Linked DNA regions of Mus musculus: region 1 is linked to region 2. A link is a contact called in public HiChIP or PLAC-seq data. All regions are on one chromosome and are shown on one strand. Each heading gives the region's core, a stretch centred on a gene start, on an enhancer-like site or on the middle of the called end of the contact. The rest is flanking DNA. Distances are from core to core; before and after follow the strand shown.

Region 1 (5,933 bases), core at 1,128-3,627, 2.0 Mb before region 2:
ACATTTTCAGGATTCAGCCAATTTCGACTACGGTTCCAAGAAATCCAATGCTTTCTTCCGACTGCCCGGGACACCGGGCACGCCTATAGTGCACATGTATGCAGGAAAAACACTCACACATGTAACATAAAATAAATTAATTTGAGGAAAACATTATTTATCATTTACAGCGTTATTTCACAGAGTGGGTGCTTCGCTTTTTACAATGTATGTAGCAGCATGCATAGCCTTAATCATAGCACTCAGGAGGCAGAGACAGAATGTGAGCCTGAGGCCAGCCCGGTGAATTCTAAGCCACCCAGGCTACACCCGGAGACCTAGTGGGGAAATGAGTGAGGGAATTCCAGACAAAGAAAGCTGGGGGTGTGGCTTAGCGGCAGAGCGTTAATAACAATCAAGGCTGCGTGGATTTATCCTTAGAGCCCCAGAACAACAAAAACAAAATAAACAAAAGATTTAAAAGAACAGGAAAGCCTGTGTGTGTGTGTGTGCCGCTCACTTCCTCTTCAGAAGGCGGTAGGGATGAATCACCAGAGGAGAAGTGATAGGAGGATTTGGTCCAGAATAAGAAGTTTCCGGAACACTATCGAGTCCGTGTGCATGAAGCTGGGCTTCTGCCTGCTCTGCATCCACCAGGAACAATTATGTGGATTTAGAATGAAAACACTGGAGGCTTGTAAAGTCTCCACGAGAAATGAGATGTCAATCTGCAGGCAGCTTAGTTGGCCTCCAGCCTTACCTCTGAACAAATAGCGTAGTCACCATATTGTGGCTAGTTAAACACTGAAAAGCATTTCTCTTATATTGAAAGCGTAGGAGAGATACTTACATGCGCACGTGCATAGACTTTAATATATTTAGAATGGGTGTGTATACACACACACACAAAACATTTAAGAATTACTTATTTATTTCTCTGTAGTTGTATTTTGCCTGGATGGGTGGGTGTCTCTGCTTCAGGTGCCTGGTGTCTGAGAAGGGTGTTTCATCCCTTGGGACTGGGGTTACAGGTGGTGTGAGCCACCATGTAGCTCACCTCTCCAGCCCCCTAGCCTCCCCTCACTTCAAAGAAAAACTTATTTGTGGTCAAGAATTTGCAACTAACAGAAATATTCCTCCAGACCTTAAGGCTAGAGTTGATGTTGGTTTTTTTATTTTTTATTTTGTTCTTTCTTTCTTTCTTTCTTTCTTTTTTTTTTTTTTTTTTGTCTCTATTTTGTTTGTTCATTGCTGCTTTAAAAAAAAAAATACCCCTTTTTCAGCCAGGTGCGGTGGCACATGCCTTTAATCCGGGCACTTGGGAGGCAGAGGAATGAAGGTCTTTTGTGAGTTCAAGGCCAGCCTGATCTACATAGTGTGTGCTCCAGGACAATGGAGAGACCCCGTCTCAAACAAACATATACTTTACACTTTAAAACTTATTTACTGTGCATGTGAGTGAACACATGTGCCGTGGCTCAAGTGTGTAGTAGGACAGGGCATTACTTGGGGAGTCAGTGCCTTCCATTGTGTGGGTTCTAGGGATGAAACTCAAGTGTCCTATCACCGTCCAGTCCCTATTGCCTCAGCCATCTTGCTGGCCCTCCGTGCCATTTCTTAATATAGGAACTACAGCTTCTCTTCCGGCTGACCTGAACTTGCTAGAGAGACACTGTGCACACGTGATACAACCAGCACATGGGCTCAACATTATCAAATTAAAAAAAGAAAAAGAGAGGTTCCCTCTTGGTGGGTTCTAGTTCCCTGTGCAGTCTATTTAAAGTGGACTCTCCCTGACTTCTTAAGCTTTCCTATGAGACTGTGGGATGCAGGAAGGAAAAGAGCTGCAGGGGAGAAAGATATAGACCAATTGAGTCTCTGAGACAAGGTTTGTGTGGCAAACCTTGGCAAGCCCAGCCTAGGGACATCATTGAGTCAATAGCTCCATGCAGCCAAGCCTAGCTGTGTGATTCTGGGCATTGTCATCTCTGATCCCCGGATTTTCCCCATCTATGAGCAGTGAGGACATCCATAGATTCTGTCCCACTGGGGGTTTGCAGTTTGAATTAAAGAAAAGAATACAGGTGACTCTCCGAAGGTGCTGCCAGGAGGGAAGGAGTGTATCTAAGACATTTGCTTCCTTAATGCAGTGGTGGGTGACAATTCTCTTCCTTGCCCCTGAAATGCCTAGTGTTCTGCAAATGCGACCCAAAGAAAACCAGCACCAGAGAGAGGGGTCTGTCACCTCAGAGGGGAGCATCATACACCAGAGAACAGGGGTTTCTTTTACAAGGTTTGCGATGAAATTGGGTCAGAAGACAGTCTGATAGAATGCCAAGGGCAGGGGAAAAGGCTGACTCCGCCCAGTGCAGCCCAGCCCAACAGGAGGGCAGGGCACAGGGACTTTTAGCTGAGTAATTCGGCAGAATTCCTCCCACACAGCCTTCTGCCTCCTTCTCCAACAGTAATGTCCGTCTCCCAGGTGTTTTATTGACCCACTTGAGAAGGCTTCCCCTTCCCGATTGTCCCACTAAAAACAGCCTGAGTTTGTCATCAAACTCCACCATGTATTTCCCATGGTGCCAGTATAACCACCCACTGAGTGAATTACTAGAAAAATGATAAGTTGTTTTTTTTTTTTTGAAAAATTATAGTTTTCTTTCTCAATGATAGGGGGGAAAAACATCCCCACTGTTACGTCAGTGTTAAAATTGTGAAATCAAACACTCAGTCAGCCACACAAAGGAAGTTAAACTCAGTGGGGATCATTAATTAATAAGATGTTAGTGGATGAGGAGGAGGGTGGGATAGACAGAGGGTGGGGAGGGGGGAGGGGCTGGGATAAGATGATACCAGAATGCACTCTGGGAGGAAAAAAAAAAGAAAGAGGAAGCCATTTCAGAGAAAACCCATACTTTAGACCACTTCCTTCTCTTACAGGTAATCTGTGTGTTGTAAGAGAAAGAGAGAAAGGGAGAGAGAGAGAGAGAGAGAGAGAGAGAGAGAGAGAGAGAGAGAGAGAGAGAGAGAGAGAGAGGAGAGACAGGAGACCAGGAAGCCTGAGGCAGAGGGAGGAAACTGGCAGAAACCTCTTTGTGGATTCTAGAAGTTACAAACGCAGGTTCTTTGGAAAGCAGGCCACACAAACTCCCCATTTCTCCCGTTCAAGATAAGAATGTGTAAATTCGGGGGGGGGGGGGGATGGCTGGGGGTGAGGAATTGAACCCAGTCCTAGAATCCTATAGGGACCTATTTGTTTCCCCCTTGGCTGAGCCACTGACTCTCAACCTTGCAAACGGGACAGTCTCCTTTCTTTCTTCCTTTCTTCTGTGCCTTGAAGTCACCTGTGAAATCCTCTTAACACCGCAATGCAAACAGAAGGCGCCATTTGAGGGAGGGACTCTACAGTCCTAGGTAAAGGTGAAAGGTCGGGAGCTCCCAACTGTCAGAAGCTTCCGCTGCTCATCTTTACTGACGTTTTAACCCCAAATCACCGATTTCACCTCAAAATTTATAATTTTATACATTTTAAACCTTTATAAAATTTTATAAGGTTTTTTTGTTTGTTTGTTTGGTTTTTTTGTTTGTTTGTTTGTTTGTTTTGAGACGGTTTCTCTGTATAGCCCTGGCTGTCCTGGAACTCACTCTGTAGACCAGGCTGGCCTGGAACTCAGAAATCCACCTGCCTCTGCCTCCTGAGTGCTGGGATTAAAGGCGTGCGCAACCACCGCCCTGCTTGTTTTGTTTTATACAAGACCTCACTATATAGTCCTGGCTGGCCTGGAACTTGCCTCTGCCCCCCACTGCTGGGATCAGGGGCCATGCCACCCTATCTAGCCTAAAACTATGTTTCAAGAATAAATGAGACCTGACACCTGGGTTTGGCTCTGCTTACAACTATAATTCCATTTCCAGGGTTCTGATTTTCCTTGGCCTCCTCCCCAGGCACTAAGAGTGTACATGGTACATGAAGGCAAAATACCCACACAGATAAAATAAAAATAATCTTTTAAAGAATACATATTAAGAGGGTGGCAAGATGGCTCAGCTGTTAAGAGCACTGACTGCTTTTCCAAAGGTCCTGAGTTCAAATCCCAGCAACCACATGGTGGCTCACAACCACCCGTAATGAGATCTGATACCCTCTTCAGGTGTGTCTGAAGTCAGCTACAGTGTACTTATGTATAATAATAAATAAATCTTTGGGCCGGAGTGAGCAGAATTAACCGGAGCGAGCAGAGGTACCTAAAGTTCAATTCCAACAACCACATGAAAGCTCACAAGCATCTGTATGGTTACAATGTACTTACATACATAAAATAAATAAATCTTAAAAATAAAAAGAATGCATATTAACGGCTGGGTGTGTTGGTACACATCTCTAATTCCAGCTCACCAGAGGCAGGGCTAGTAGGATCTCTGTGAGTTGCTAGTCTACCTAGCAAGTTCTAGGCAGCCAGGACTACATAGAGGTACTCTGTCTCAAAAAGCAAAATATATAAATAAATAATGTTAGGGAAGTACCTGAATTGGTAGGGTGATTGCTCAGCACATGAGACACTGGGCTCCACTCCTTCAATGATAATAACTTGTAATTCAAGACATGAAGGCTAGGAGTTCAAAGTCTGCCTCAGCTACAAAGCAAATTATAGCTGGCAGCCTGGACTTCCATGATAGCTTGTCTCAAATATATAATTTATATACCCACTATATGTGTGTGTGTGTATTTTGGATATATATATATATATATATATATATATATATATATATATATATATATGCGTGTGTGTGTTTGGATATATATGTGTGTGTGTGTTTATCTATAAATATTGATATATTTGTTTTATTTATATACCCACTATATGTGTGTGTGTATTTTGGAGATATATTTGGCTATATATATATAGCCAAAAACAGTCTCCTCGTTTAAGAAAAGAGTCAGGATGAAGCTGTTTCAAGCAAAAAACCAGCTCTCTCACATTTCTTCCTGACACAAACATTTGTTGACAGGCTTTTGGTCACTAAGCTAGCCTGAGTTCAGAACTGAGAAAAGGATCAAGAAATCAGTACTCCCTAGCCAAACACACTCTCATTTGTAACCCATTTCTGGCCAAATTCTGTAAGGCTGGGGCTTGTATGTAAGGCTTCCTAGGAACACGGGCCAGCCTATCTGGGGACCACGCCCATTTACAGTTCCACATGAAACCTGGAGGCCGGCCAGGGCTATGGCCAAATAGTTACTGCACCAGAATTAGTTAATCACAGGCCCCGGGGGAGATAGAGAGAACCCCCTCCACATGGACTAGCAGGGTATGGGGAGGTTCTGAGCTTCTGTCTTGGACACCCCAAGACCCTCAGCTATGTCCACTCTGCCCAAACTCCCCAGACCTCAGCAAATCGGGATAGCCTATCCGGGTTTAGGCCACAGACTGCTTTAGGCAGAGGTAGGAGAGAGAGAAAGAGAGAGAGAGAGAGAGAGAGAGAGAGAGAGAGAGAGAGAGAGAGAGAGAGAGAGAGAGAGATGGTGCAAGCAGGTTTCGAAATCTTGATGATTTCATGAACCAGTCAGTGTCTCCTTGCAGAAAAGCGCCGCGATTGGCGTCGGAGAATAACCGGCTTTGGGAAGCTTTCTAACTATCCAGGAGCCGCTGAAGCGGCCAGGCATCCCGGTCTGCCTGTTTCCATCCTCCAGAGGGAGTTCATTCACCTGATAACAAGGCTCGCAGAAAATAAACTGTCACACACTCGCTGCTTCTCACTTCCTGTTCTCTCTGGCAAACGCCCGAGGTTGTCCTCCTCGCTTCTGTTTCCTGTTTGGCTTTTCCATTGTATTCATTTAGATTTCTAGTCTTAAGAGTTATTCACTAAGCTGTCTTTTCAGCTGGCATAGGTGAATTGTTCGTAATAATGCGTTGCATTATGGCCTTTTTGGACATGTATATGATGAATATGGT
Region 2 (5,669 bases), core at 263-2,762:
GCCTTTGCCTCCCGAGTGCTGGGATTAAAGGCATGCACCACTGCGCCCGGCTCAAGGTTGCCCAATTTTTATGCTGTATTTTTGTGCTAAATCTGGTGACATAAGCATGCACAGTTTTTTAAGTTCTCCGTCAGAATCCAGCACCTTTTATGCTACAAAGTGAAGCACTGCTGCAATGCAGATGTTCTTCATACCTGTGCTATCACTGCATGAAACCCAGTGTCTGAGGAGAACAGTAGAGATGAATTCACACAGCCTGCCTGTCTTCTGCATTGTGTGCTTCCCCATCTCTACTCCTTGATGAAAGGCCTTAGCCTCAGCCCCACCTCCTTTTAAATAGTTTCTATTCCTTGTTTTACATTGTTGAGCTATTGATTAGGGGTTTAAATATATGTTCTAATAATTGCAAAAAATAAATGTTAGGTGGAAGTTTGTTCAACTTCCCAACCAAACCCTTAGACACTGAGCTGTCTGTATATATAGTCTGATTCTTTCAAAATTTGCAACTTTGTAGAGACCTCATGTTGGGGGAGGGGTGGCCAATCCTTCACAACTGCACTTGCTACTTTGTAGAGCTTTTAGCCATCCTTATCTACGGTAGGGTAACTACTGTTCCTTTAAAGTGGACCGAGGCTGTTGATGTTGACATGGTATGTTGGTTGGGGATGATCCAAAGTTACAAAGCCAACAGTGCAGGTGCTGTCACATACCAGAATTGTGGGTGAGTGCCAGACCGTTTTCATCCTTAGCCATTGACAATCCAATGGCCTCAACTCTACAAATCCCACTTTTTTTTTCCTTGAGTCAATGGTAAGTGGCCATCTGATGACTTGAAGGAATGACTTGAGTCCAAGGAACAGCAGAAGTGAAAAGCTGAGTCCCTGTCTATCCCATACCAGTTCACTAGAAGAGCTGACATGGCCTCAGAGCTGTGTCATCTCAAAAAATGGGAGGAACACGAGGGCATCACACCTCATTAAAGGCAGGAGGCAGCAGGCTCAACCCTTGGCTTTGCCTCCAGCTTGGGAGAGCTGACTCTGAGCACGTGGGCCTTGGGCAGCCCCAGGCGCCCTCCTGCCAGATGTAGTTCAGGCCCAGATGGGCCCGCGCAGGGATCCCCAGTGCAGCCACCTGACTGACTGTCGAGGCGTGCTGCGGCCCGCTACTTCTGCCTCCGCCGGCGGCGCTGCGGTCAGAGGAAGGCACCCAGGAGCGCAGTGCGGCCATTATCCACGGCGCCTCCTAGTGGGGCAATGGCAAAGCCTCCACGTTCTCGCGAGAGCTCCCCTCAGTGGGGATTATATAATCTCACCCAGGAGAGGCTGGGGGGGGCTGGGGCCACCCTGCCATAAGGAAAGTGGGTGTCGCCGCAGCCGAGGACCGAAGAGCTCTCCCTTGGGGGGGGGTCGCCGAGTAGGGGGTCCATGGCCCCCGCCCCCCCCCAGCTGGACAATGAGTCCTCTTATGCTAATGAGTCGCTTACGTCACTTCCGCTCTTTCTCGGCCGCCATTTTGGCTAGGGCAGGTTCGGGGACTTGCTCTGAGGCGCTTGTATTGTCTGCTGAGGGGAGACGCGGGACCAGCCCCCTCCCCCGCCCGCCGCCGCCGCCGCCACCCGTCCGGTCTACCCGCCGCCGCCGGGACCCATGAGCTGAGCGCCCGCCCGCCGCCATCTTGGCCCCCTCCCCCTCCAGCCGCGCTCGCTCGGGGGGGATTTGGCGTCGCCTCAGCCACAGCTCCCTCTCTCGGTCTCCGCCGCCGAGGAGCCGCGCGGCCGTCGCCGCCCGCCTGCCCGCCCGCGACGGTGAAGCCGCGGCCCCACGCCCTCCGCCGCCCTCCGCCCCTCCTTTGTCTGCACTGCCCGCGCCGCCGCCCGCCGCTCTGCTGCGCCCGCCGCGCCCCCCGGCAGCAGCCGCGGCCGCGGCTCGAGCCGGAGCCCGAGCGCGACGAGGCCCCGGGCGCGTCCTCGCCGCCATCGCCGTGCCGCCGTCCACCCGCCGCCGTGCTCTAGAGCACGCCGGCCCCGCGCACGCCTCGAGGCCGAGCCAAGGTAAGCCCCGCGGCCCTGCCCGCCGCCGATCCCGGGCGCGGTCATTGTGCTCGGCGTGCACACACCGCCTCGAACCCCAGTCGGCCGCAGCCCTCCTGCAGCCCGATCCCCTTCTCCGCCCCGCGGGGCTGCCGGCCGGCCACCATGGGCTTTTGCGGCTAGTGGCATCTTCCCGCACCCACCCCGCCCCCAGCCGAACCCCGCTCGCTCTCTCGTCCTCAGAACTAATCCCCTCCCGCCCTCCCCCAGTCCCCGGAACCAGCCTTCTGCCAGGTCTGCCCACCCTAGGCTTGGAAAGGGGGGAAAGGCCTGGGGGGCGGGGAGCGTGCATGGCAGAGGGTGAAAGTCTTTGCCTCCCCAACAACATGCCAGTTTCCCTCCCATCCTAACCACCACAGCCCCTCACCGGCCCTGCTTTCAATCTGGGCTACCTGGTCAGCACTCCCTCTTTAGAGCTTTCTGATCAACTTTGCAGTCAGAAAATGGAAATCCAGAAAGCCGCGGAAAGAATTTTTTTCGAATGCAATGAATGGGGAGTAGTTCTTTGAGCACCCTCTTATTCGCCTCTTCTTTCCTCTGAGCTGCCTGTCCTTCTCCTCCCTTCCCCACCCTACCCCCAACCTGGATGCCTGTCTGCTAGAAAAGGCGCGATTGCTTCTCTTCTTCTCTCCAAGAAGTCTAATACTCATTTTAGTCTCACTCCCTGCCACACACCCCAAGTGTCTTCTCAGTGTTCTTCCAGTCACCAGGTCCTCTGGACAGTTCTTGTCATAACCCCATTTCACAGACAAAGGCTTAGGAGGGAAAAAGAACCAAACTGTTTCCTGTGTTAGCCATTTTAATGCTGTCCAGCCCCAAACGCCCAGTTCCCATCCCTGATGCTTCTTGTGCCTGTATCTTGAACCTTCACAATGGGATGTGTGTCGGGGGGTGTCTCTTGGATAGCTTTGTGCAGTTTCTTTATAAATCTGCATTGTTGCTTCTGGTTTATGGTCATGGAGAAAATACCAGCCCCCACCCAAAAGGCACTGCAGCCAAGTCGGTTAAAGGCACTGAGTGTGGGAGTCAGTAGGGGGCGCATTCCCTGCACTGGGTAAGGCTGCAGAGGGGGGAAGGGCCCCAGAACTAGAACAGGATGTGCTAAACAGCGCCTTCTACAGACCATGGGAAAATGGGTCCAGCAAGACTTGCACTGGGTGAGCTGACAGCAACATGGCGAAGGATTAAGTGAGGCTAGAGAGATTTTATTTAAGAAAGCCACTTCTCCGTTTGGAAAGTTGTCTTTTTTTACTTTTTCAAACCTGTTCACCCTCAGACTTTGATTGCTGATCAGTCACCTTGGTGCACATCCTTGGGTCATAGGTTCCCTTTCTCAAGAATTCCTTCACCTTAAGGTTTGATGTGTTGACATCTCTTTCCTAGGCTAGGTGGTAAAGGGGGTTGTTTAAAACCTGAAAGTCACGGGCTTGGGAGATCAGGTCAATCCAAATCTCTCCGACTCTTTTGCGAGTGGAAAGTCATTCTTGAGAGGTTTTATGGGTTGGTGATTTTGACAGCCATGAAAGATGGGTGTCAGGATTTGCAAGGCTTTGTTGGTAAACATCAGGTCCCTATTGAGTTCTTCATTGTCAAACTTAATAGAGTTCACTGCAAAATTGTGTTGCCTTCCACTTTCAGCAGTACACTGTCTGTAGCCAACTGCCTTTGCAAGTGTTGACACCAGTCTTGGTTCGGTGCGCACCCACCTTTTTAGGGTGTGTGGATTTCTGTAGATTTTACTCCTGTTGTTATTTCCATAGGTGTGAGATGCACAGTACGAAACCTAGGCCCCAGCTTTTACATCGTGATGCACAGGGTTGCACTTTTTGTACTGAACTGATAGGTGGCCTAGTGGTTATTCCCTGTACTGCCATTTTGAGGATCTGGACTCCGTTCCCTGCCTTGCTCTTTGGACTGCATTGTCAATTCACACCGGTGGGTATATCATTTTGGAGGGTGGGGACTGCAGCATCAGGAAAGCTAGAGACTTCCTCCTGATCACCACCAGAACATGAACTTTCAAAATTTCAGCCTCGCCACATTCCTCAAGGAACTCGTTAGAGCTGGTTGCAGTAATGGGTTTTGAACGTTTAAAATATGTGTCTCTTTTAAGAGAAAAATTTAAAGTCGATGATGTTGTTGTAATCATTTGCATTCTGCACTTTTGGACATAAAGTTTTAAGTAGTCTATCTCAAGACTTGCTCAGCATCTGAAAGCCTTAGTTACTTGGTTAAAGGGATCTGGGGAAAGTAGTTCATTGGTAGAGATGTGACTGGCCTGGTAAGAGTCTCTGGATTTGATTTGTTCTTGTTTGGTAATATTGACAGTGATGCTAGTATCTGTGAATGCTTTATCCTACTGTTACAGACATCTTACATCGACGTGCCAAGAAAAATCAAGGGATACCAAATATATGTAAATAACTATTTAATGCTTGAAGAGGGTAGGGTTTTTTGTTTTTTAGGGGTTTGTTTGTTTTCGGTTGCTGTCAGGTAGCATTTTGCTGAGTGAAAAAGAGGCACCTTGTTATCAGTATTGCTCTAAAAACTACATTGGATTCATGGTTTGTTATGCATTTTTACTATTTACACAGTCCAATATTAAATACAAGTAAGATTGTTTGTGATCTCGAAATACTGTGGTATTAGTATTTGTTAAACACATAAAGTGAATAAGAAGAGAACAGTTTCCTGTTAGAATATGTGTTTGTGAGATAAAGTTTGCAAATGTGCCTTTGTTCATTCTTATAAATGAAATGACAGAGTTAGCTAGTTTCTTTATGGTGTTGGTCATCAGGGAACCTCGTTGGATGAGTGTGTATGTCCTTACAGTTTCAGCGGTTAGCTAGGTCTGGCACAAAAGGGGAGGGTTGGAAGGTGGGAATTTGTTTTTATCATATGTGAATAGTGTTTTCTTTACATAGATGTGCTTTGTGTGCCTGCAGTGCCCAAGGAAACCAAAAGAGAGCAATAGATTTCCTAACATTGGAGTTGCTGATGGTTATGATGGTAAGAGTGCTGGGAACCGAACTTGGTCCTCTGCAAGAGCAGCTGAGCCATCGCTTAGACCTATGAAAGCTGAGATTTACAGTATATGAACTAGAATCCTTTGACCAGCCTTAGTTAACCTGAGTAGGGAAGTGAGTGTTCTGTTTAATTTATTATCTTGATTTGCTGAAAGGGTTTCTTCTTACTATTGTAATAGTCTCTACTAGACATTAAAAATAACCAGATCTTAAATTTTGGCTCTCAAGACATTATATAGGGAACACCGAGTATGAACTGATTTTTCTTAGATTCTTTTTCTTAAACCAGACTTCAGAAGAAAATCTAATAGCATTTTAACTTCACAATACTGATCAGGTTTTATTTCCACAAAAGCTCAAAAGTAATTGACCAATAATAAGCTTAATTACTGAAAGTATAGATATCTATACAATATAGCATATGAGATTGTTCCCTTGTAGCAAATTTTTAAATATGTGTGTGTGTGTACAGTAAAAAGAATTCAGTCTTTAGAAAGCAGAAACGTTAAGCTCAGCAGTGGTGGCACACACACGCCTTTAACCCTAACACTAAG

Evidence for each region. HiChIP or PLAC-seq counts read pairs in DNA pulled down with a chosen protein or histone mark.
Region 1: a contact with region 2 is called in an HNF4G HiChIP or PLAC-seq map of pancreatic cancer cells. The contact joins the enhancer-like site here to the promoter of Adnp in region 2. A contact is called at or near these places in 6 of 39 promoter capture datasets (the 3T3-L1 cell line, 3T3-L1-derived adipocytes, the C10 cell line and 2 more), 1 of 15 datasets of contacts at CTCF or cohesin (large pre-B cells), 1 of 484 Hi-C or Micro-C datasets (the G1E-ER4 cell line) and 2 of 115 datasets of contacts at active chromatin or transcription factors (microglia and pancreatic cancer cells).

The regions. Positions count from the first base shown.
Region 1 is chr2:170,154,910-170,160,842 of GRCm38.p6, reverse strand. No RefSeq gene overlaps it. Among named protein-coding and RNA genes, the nearest start is that of Zfp217, 27 kb to the right of the region's middle. Within about 2 kb of position 2,377, at least 108 of the 459 cell types and tissues checked have an H3K27ac peak or open chromatin away from gene starts, as enhancers often do. A contact at or near this core is called in the G1E-ER4 cell line, microglia and pancreatic cancer cells, where this site is marked.
Region 2 is chr2:168,202,955-168,208,623 of GRCm38.p6, reverse strand. Adnp (activity-dependent neuroprotective protein) reads left to right here and starts at 1,512. Exons shown (of 4, transcript NM_009628.3): 1 at 1,512-2,050. All of the region lies in intron 9 of Gm20716 (predicted gene 20716), which reads left to right.